2 separate regions of the Mus musculus genome follow, and region 2 is linked to region 1. Evidence: chromatin contacts called from public HiChIP or PLAC-seq data. All regions are on one chromosome and are shown on one strand. Each heading gives the region's core, a stretch centred on a gene start, on an enhancer-like site or on the middle of the called end of the contact. The rest is flanking DNA. Distances are from core to core; before and after follow the strand shown. Region 1 holds the start of Cenpc1 (centromere protein C1). Region 2 holds the start of Tmprss11f (transmembrane protease, serine 11f).

Region 1 (3,235 bases), core at 283-2,782:
ACAGCAACAGCTTCCTGATGCTTGTTGGTTCCAAAGGCACCAAAGCAAAAACCCCCATGTTTACTCTGAACGTTTTGATGTGATTCTCTAGAGTCGATTCACTCTCAACTGCTTTTTCAGCAAACAGCGTCTGCATGTTGAGCAACTCAAGCATCTTGCCCTTTCATTTTGGTCACAGGTCTTGTTCAAAATTCCCACAAAGTGTCGTGTTGCAACCGAGGACAACCGTCTCAAAATGATTTTCAACGCAGGAGAAAGTCTCCGTTTCAGCCGCCAGGGTCGGCTGACTCCTCTTGGAGATTTATCGAGTCGTAGCTGTTGTACAGTTTGCCTGGACTCTGTAGCTTCCCATTGGAGAATATGATAAATAAGTAAGTTTGCAGCACCTCTGCTGCCCTCTGGCGGATCTGACTGGCGAGCCGGGCAAGCGTCGCTGCAATCATGAGCACATTCAGCTCATATGGAGCCCCATCATTCTAAAATAATCTACACTAAAAAGAGATTTATTCACTTTATAGGTATGATTGTTTTGTCTGCTTGCCTGCGAGGACATCACGTGCGTGCTTTTTGCTAGCTGAGGCCGGAATAGGTGTCAGATCCCCTGGAACTGGAGCTACAAACGGTTGAGTTGCTTTGTGGGTGCTGGGAATCGAACTTTGCTCCTTTAAAAGTGCAGCAAGCGCTCTTGACCACTGAGCCATCGCTCCATCCCTGCAGACTCTCTCTCTTTTCTTTCCTTCCTTCTGTATGTATGTATGTATGTATGTATGTATGTATTTATGGCATTCTGTCTCCTAAGGAAATAGAGCAGCTACAGGCTGCGACCTAGAGTCACGTGGACAGGACAAAATACACATCGGTGTATTTTCCTTGTTTTCCAATTGGGGTCATTACCTTAATTTTCGCATAAGACAGAAGCAGTCACTTTCTCTTAAAAACATTATGTTCGTTCTACTGATATGCATATATAATTTATGCCTTTGCTTCATAAATAATTTTTAAATACTTGAAAAAAGAATAGCATTACTATTTTCAGAGATACTGTATAGATGGGCGGGTTGCAGCTGACGAATCTGCGTAGTGTACTCTGCTCAAAACGCCAGCAATTTCTACCTGTAATCCTTTTTAAGTATTACCTATTAATCCGTAGTAGAACTGCTGGGATGTATTATACATTTATCTCAAGGAGCACAGGTGGTGCTCAACACCTGCTTTCTAAATACGAGCAGTCATAGACGCAACAAACTGTCTGAAGAAAGTAGAACAGGAGAGTCCACACAAAGCCCGGACAAGTCGACCGGCGAGGGGAGTGGCGAAGGGTGAGAGGCGTGGCGACCGGCGAGGGGAGTGGCGAAGGGTGAGAGGCGTGGCGACTGGTGAAAGGCGTGGCGACGGGTGAGAGGCGGGGCGATGAGTGGGAGGTTGAGACGCGGGCGGAAGAGCAAGGCGCGCTGGGCAGGAGGGCGGGGCGAACTGAGAAAGGCGGGTTGATAGGTGAGTAACAGGCGAATGGGCGGGAACAAGAGCCGGAGTCTTTAAAAAACGCCAATTAACGGCCGGCTAAGCTAGGCTTGTGCGCAGGCGTGGCTCGTTTGACTTTTATTCATTTATTTTTCTTGGTGGCTGCTGTTTATTTACGGCTGAGTGTTAAGTGCGGGTCGCGCAGCTCTGGGGACGCCTCCGTCCGCAATCTTACTCTAACCCTCCTGGAACCCTGGCCGGCTTGGGTTTCCCTCTCAGGCCTCCGTTTGACCTAGTGGGCCGGAACCATGGCCTCGTTCCATCTGGTAAGTGCGGGTCTGGATCGGGCCTGCGCGATGCGTCGCTCGCCCTGTGCTGGACCGGGTGCATATCCGGCTTGTCGGGGTGGGGTGGGGTGAGGCTTGTGAGGGGTGCGGAGGCTTGTGAGGGGTGCGGAGGGATCGGGTAGCGGGTGCCTAGTCCCGCCTGTCTGGGTGGGGTGGGGCTTGTCTGGGGTGGCTTAAAAGCTGCACAGGTAACAAATCAGGTGTGCTGGTGTACTGGTAGTGGAAGTAACTGGACTGTTACTGGTTCACGTCGTAAGCTCATCCATCCGTGCCTGCTCCCCCCCCCCCCCCCCGGAAGAGATTCCTTCATTTCTACATTTCAGCCTTTTCCCGTTTTTCAGTCTTCCAAATACTCATGACTATTGTACAAGCCAGTCTTGATGGTCTGGAAAACCTCGAGTATTAATTTCGAAATACTATTTTATGTGAAGAGTCTAATATTTATGGGACACCTGTTAATGATAAAGCTTTATACAAGGCAATCATATTTTAAAAGGTGCCAGCTTTGAATGTTTGATGTGGGCCACGACTTGCCACTTTATGTCTCTTGACACACTTGATATTCATTCCAAGTTTTGTATGATTACTATGCCCTATTTCCTCCCTAACTCAGCAGTTCAATTTATCTTTGAAAGAAAACCTTCGTTGATGGTTTCTATCATGTAGTTGTGTGTGTGTTTATGCATGCTTAACATGTATGAAAAGACAGTTTAGTCGAGCATCGAACTTTTTATACAGAAGAATAACAAGAACCAAGGCGAGATACATCCACCGAGTTACAGTGACACAAAACATAAGGAATGTATACATCAAAAGAAGGCAGGGACCAGGCCACTGCCACTAAGAAGGGAGCCTGGTGTAATGCTAGTCTATTTATTGTTAAGCCCACCACTAGGGGTTCTTAGTAAATGCCTGATTATGTTGTTTCTTTTGGACCTAGTGAAGAAACCTGTCTCGGGGATTCCCTAACTCTTTCATGGTAAACCCACCTATTCCCTAGGCCAGTGTGAATTAGAAGTAAATTTGAATGTTACTGAATAGATAACCTTCTTACTGAATTCCAAGTTTGTCGGCTTCAAGGATTTTTTGGGATGTCGGAACACTGGCGAAGGCTTAGTTATGTCAGAATTCAATCTTTAAAGGCACTTATAATAAAATAATACTAAAAGAGAACACATGGATCCATACACCAGACTAACGTGGGGATAGGGTATGAGTATATGGGTTATGAGAATGCCAAGATACCAGGAGGTTGGGATTCCTTGAAACTCTTTGCCTTGTGAGTGCTTCCAGGCCTCTCGGAGTGTGTGTAGCACCTCCTGATTCATTCTATCCTCTACTCTTAGACAAGAGTCCCTGAGCTCTGTCTGATATTTGACTGTGATCTCTGAGTTTGTTTCCATCTGTTGCTGGATGAAGCTTCTCAG
Region 2 (3,235 bases), core at 280-2,779, 570 kb before region 1:
TTGTTTCTTAAAACTTAGAAGTCTGAGAAGAGAGTCTGTTCTTCTTTTGGCAGAATTTGAAGCTGTCTTCTCTCAGACCCAAGAACAATTGTTATGGAGTGGCTAAGGATTCTCCACACTCTTCTCACAACCAATGGGTAAGGAAAATGAAACTTACTGAGACTGGCTAAGGTGATGGAGAAGTAGTCGTGAAATTGGTAGAGAAGACAATTACTTATTACATTAGTGACAGGAGGTTTAAGGGGCAATTTGAAACATAAGTGAAAATGTTGAGTGAGATTTCTATGTACAAGCCTAGAGCTCAGGAAGATGTCAGGAATGAAAACATCATTTGACAGTCATGAACAGATAACATTTTAAACAAAGGAAGTGGATTAGAATAAATGTGACAAAGAAGAGACATGAACGACAAACTCAAAGAATTCGAAGGATTTCCTAGGTGGACAGAGGTGGAGGATCAGGAAAGGTCTTCGAAATGTTGGGTCATAATGAAAATTTTAAGGTGTTTCATGACTCATCTCTTTCATCTGCCAAGTACTAGTTAAATCACCACCACAAAAGCTACAGTGATAACATAGTAGACCATAGCTTAAGATTATCTTCATTGATAATTATCAACACTTTAAAGCCAAGGTCTACTTATAATTTTTCTCTTGGGATATTTGTTCATTGTCCCTTTGAATTAGATGCAGGATCAAATACTGAAGATGTATCTAACACTTTAATTTATGTCAAGCAAATAACCACTCAGGTTTTTAGATGGTTGGTTCCCATAGTCGTTTGTTTTGTGTCACGGACTGAATTATTCACAAAGCAAAGAAATTTATTGCTCATTGCTATACACAGATGTCTAAAAGCAAAAGTATGGCTGTTGGTAGATTTTCTATGGCCCAGTGGATGGCTCCATTCCTATTCATGCATGGACAGCACTAATTGAACTTAGTGAGTTGTTAAAGAATAAATAAGAAGTGGTTAGGGAGGGGCCATAGTGAGATGATATGAAGGGAATTAAGGAAGATGGGGGGGGGGTTGATCATTTTTCATTGTATAAATGTATTTAATTCTTACAATTAAAGAAAATGATAGACAATAAAATGTAGCCAAATCAAGGTGTTACTTCTGAGGAAGACTTCTTGCTGACGCTGTTTTGGAGTATTTCCAGAAATATTGATACTCCATCTTTGATCAGTTTTTGCTTTTGATGAGCTTAGGGACTGAACAAATTACATAACGCACACATAAAACGAGTCCAGTGTTTCCTATCTATATTTTGAAAGTTGTAAAACCTGACGGGTTATTTGCTATTCTGGAGCCATCTGGCAAAGAGCCATAAATAATGACAGTGGTACTTACAGGCTGGTAGATGAATGTCTCAATTGAGCAGCAGTTGATTGTAGCCTGAACTTATGATTGGCTAAGGAAAGATGACGTGACTTGGCTTCCAGGCAAGAGCCCTTTTGATTGACTCGTAATCCATGGCTGAGTCAGAGGTAAAGGGTTAAGTCTAAGAACAGAAGGGTGTGTGTATGTCTTTGTCTGTTTTGGATCTCAGAAAAAAGATTCCAGTGTCATTTTCAACAACTGCAAACTGAAGAAGCACATGCTATGTGAGGAAGGAACAATTTCAAGGTAATAAACCAAAAGGTATGGCAAATGGTACAGGGATTAGTGCATGCGCTAAAATTCGCTTGTGTTTTCTCTCTTACGCTTCGTGTTAGTTTCTTAGGGCTGTGATTTTAGAAACTCTTAGGATTAGTTTAAAAATGTTGGTGAAAAATTTTTCTGCTCAAATATTAATGAATAATTTTATGCTTTAATTTATTGTTAACAAATTTACTTTCAGTAAATTAAGAAATATCTGGAAACATTTGTATTATCGTATATGAACTGTTTCATTCACTGCTTCTCAAACTTGTCCCATATGCCTCTGAGGAGCCCTGAGACTCTTCATGGGTTGCTGAAGTTGAAACTATTTTACAGAAACAAAAATTCCAGTCTCTACTTTTACTGTATTTGCAAAACCAGCAATTAATAAAAACAATTTTACTGTGTCAGAATCAGAACAGGGACATTAAACAAATATACAAACAAAAATCAAAACCAGCTTCCTGGAGGACTGACTGCTACTCACAAAGCAGTACAGGTTTGAATTTATTAATATTGACCATGGGTTTAGATATTGACGAATGGCCTGGGTGACAAAATGAGAAGCATGTGGGGATATACTAAAGAATATCCTAAAGTACAATGAGTATGCAAAAAATATTGATGAGGTGCAGATATTCAGACTTACATTTATATAAGACAATTTGTTAGAAGTCAGGTAAGTGAGTTTCTCACTTTGATGAGCAATAAGACTTGAACTCTGAAGTAAAAATAAGAAAATTTAAAGCTTGTAAGCTTGACTGTTCCTCGACTTAGAATTTTACAGAATGAATTTGGTTGTGATGTTATAATAGATTTTATATAATGAAATATGTCACTATTTAGAACAGCTTGCATGCCTATGTGAATATTATAAAATCAGGCACAATACAAGAACCAACCATGTATGCAGAACCAGTGAGTTTTAGTATAACACAATAAGGCACCACAATTTATTCTATTAATAACTGTTAAGAAATGAATACCTTTCAAAGTTTAGGGAGAACTGAAGCATGCCCTATTAGTTTGAAAATGAAATCCATTAGTTTTGGGAAAACTTAATTTTAAAAAATGAAAGAGATACTTTAAGTTATTTTGTAGCATGACCTTGAACAAATTAATTGGTACTGTAACTTTCTTGTTTAAATTCCTAATGTAGTAAATGTTGTTGATTCCTAATATAGCAAATAATTCAATGAATTTCAATAGTATAAACATGTCTTAACATCAAATCATGTGAAAAAAAATTAGGCTTAATATTTTACTAAAGAAAAGTCAGGCATAAAAGAACCATGTAATGATAGGGTGTTGATATATCATTCCTACAGCTAGAATCAAAATATATACAAGCCCACAGAAGTGCTGCTGTTCTTTTTCACCCAGTGACTCAACACATCTGGTATTCAGCATCCTGATGATGCATGTGATGACTATGCAGGCCAGAGGGTTCAAAGGCTGTAATGCCGTGTACCAGCAGTGCATTTTAACTGTAATGAATGCTGATGTGCCAACCGGAGGCACTTCACATTTTAGTAATTTCCAAAGTTGGGTTGAAAATCTGTAATAATATATACTCTTAGGGAGCAGAATT

The links. HiChIP or PLAC-seq counts read pairs in DNA pulled down with a chosen protein or histone mark.
Region 2: a CTCF HiChIP or PLAC-seq map of the NIH/3T3 cell line shows a contact between it and region 1, with 5 read pairs. The contact joins the promoter of Tmprss11f here to the promoter of Cenpc1 in region 1. A contact is called at or near these places in 1 of 39 promoter capture datasets (the 3T3-L1 cell line) and 1 of 15 datasets of contacts at CTCF or cohesin (the NIH/3T3 cell line).

What each region holds. Positions count from the first base shown.
Region 1 is chr5:86,063,880-86,067,114 of GRCm38.p6, reverse strand. It overlaps Cenpc1 (centromere protein C1), which reads left to right and starts at 1,532. Exons shown (of 19, transcript NM_007683.4): 1 at 1,532-1,787. The coding sequence starts at 1,770.
Region 2 is chr5:86,630,718-86,633,952 of GRCm38.p6, reverse strand. It overlaps Tmprss11f (transmembrane protease, serine 11f), which reads left to right and starts at 1,529. Exons shown (of 11, transcript NM_178730.3): 1 at 1,529-1,629.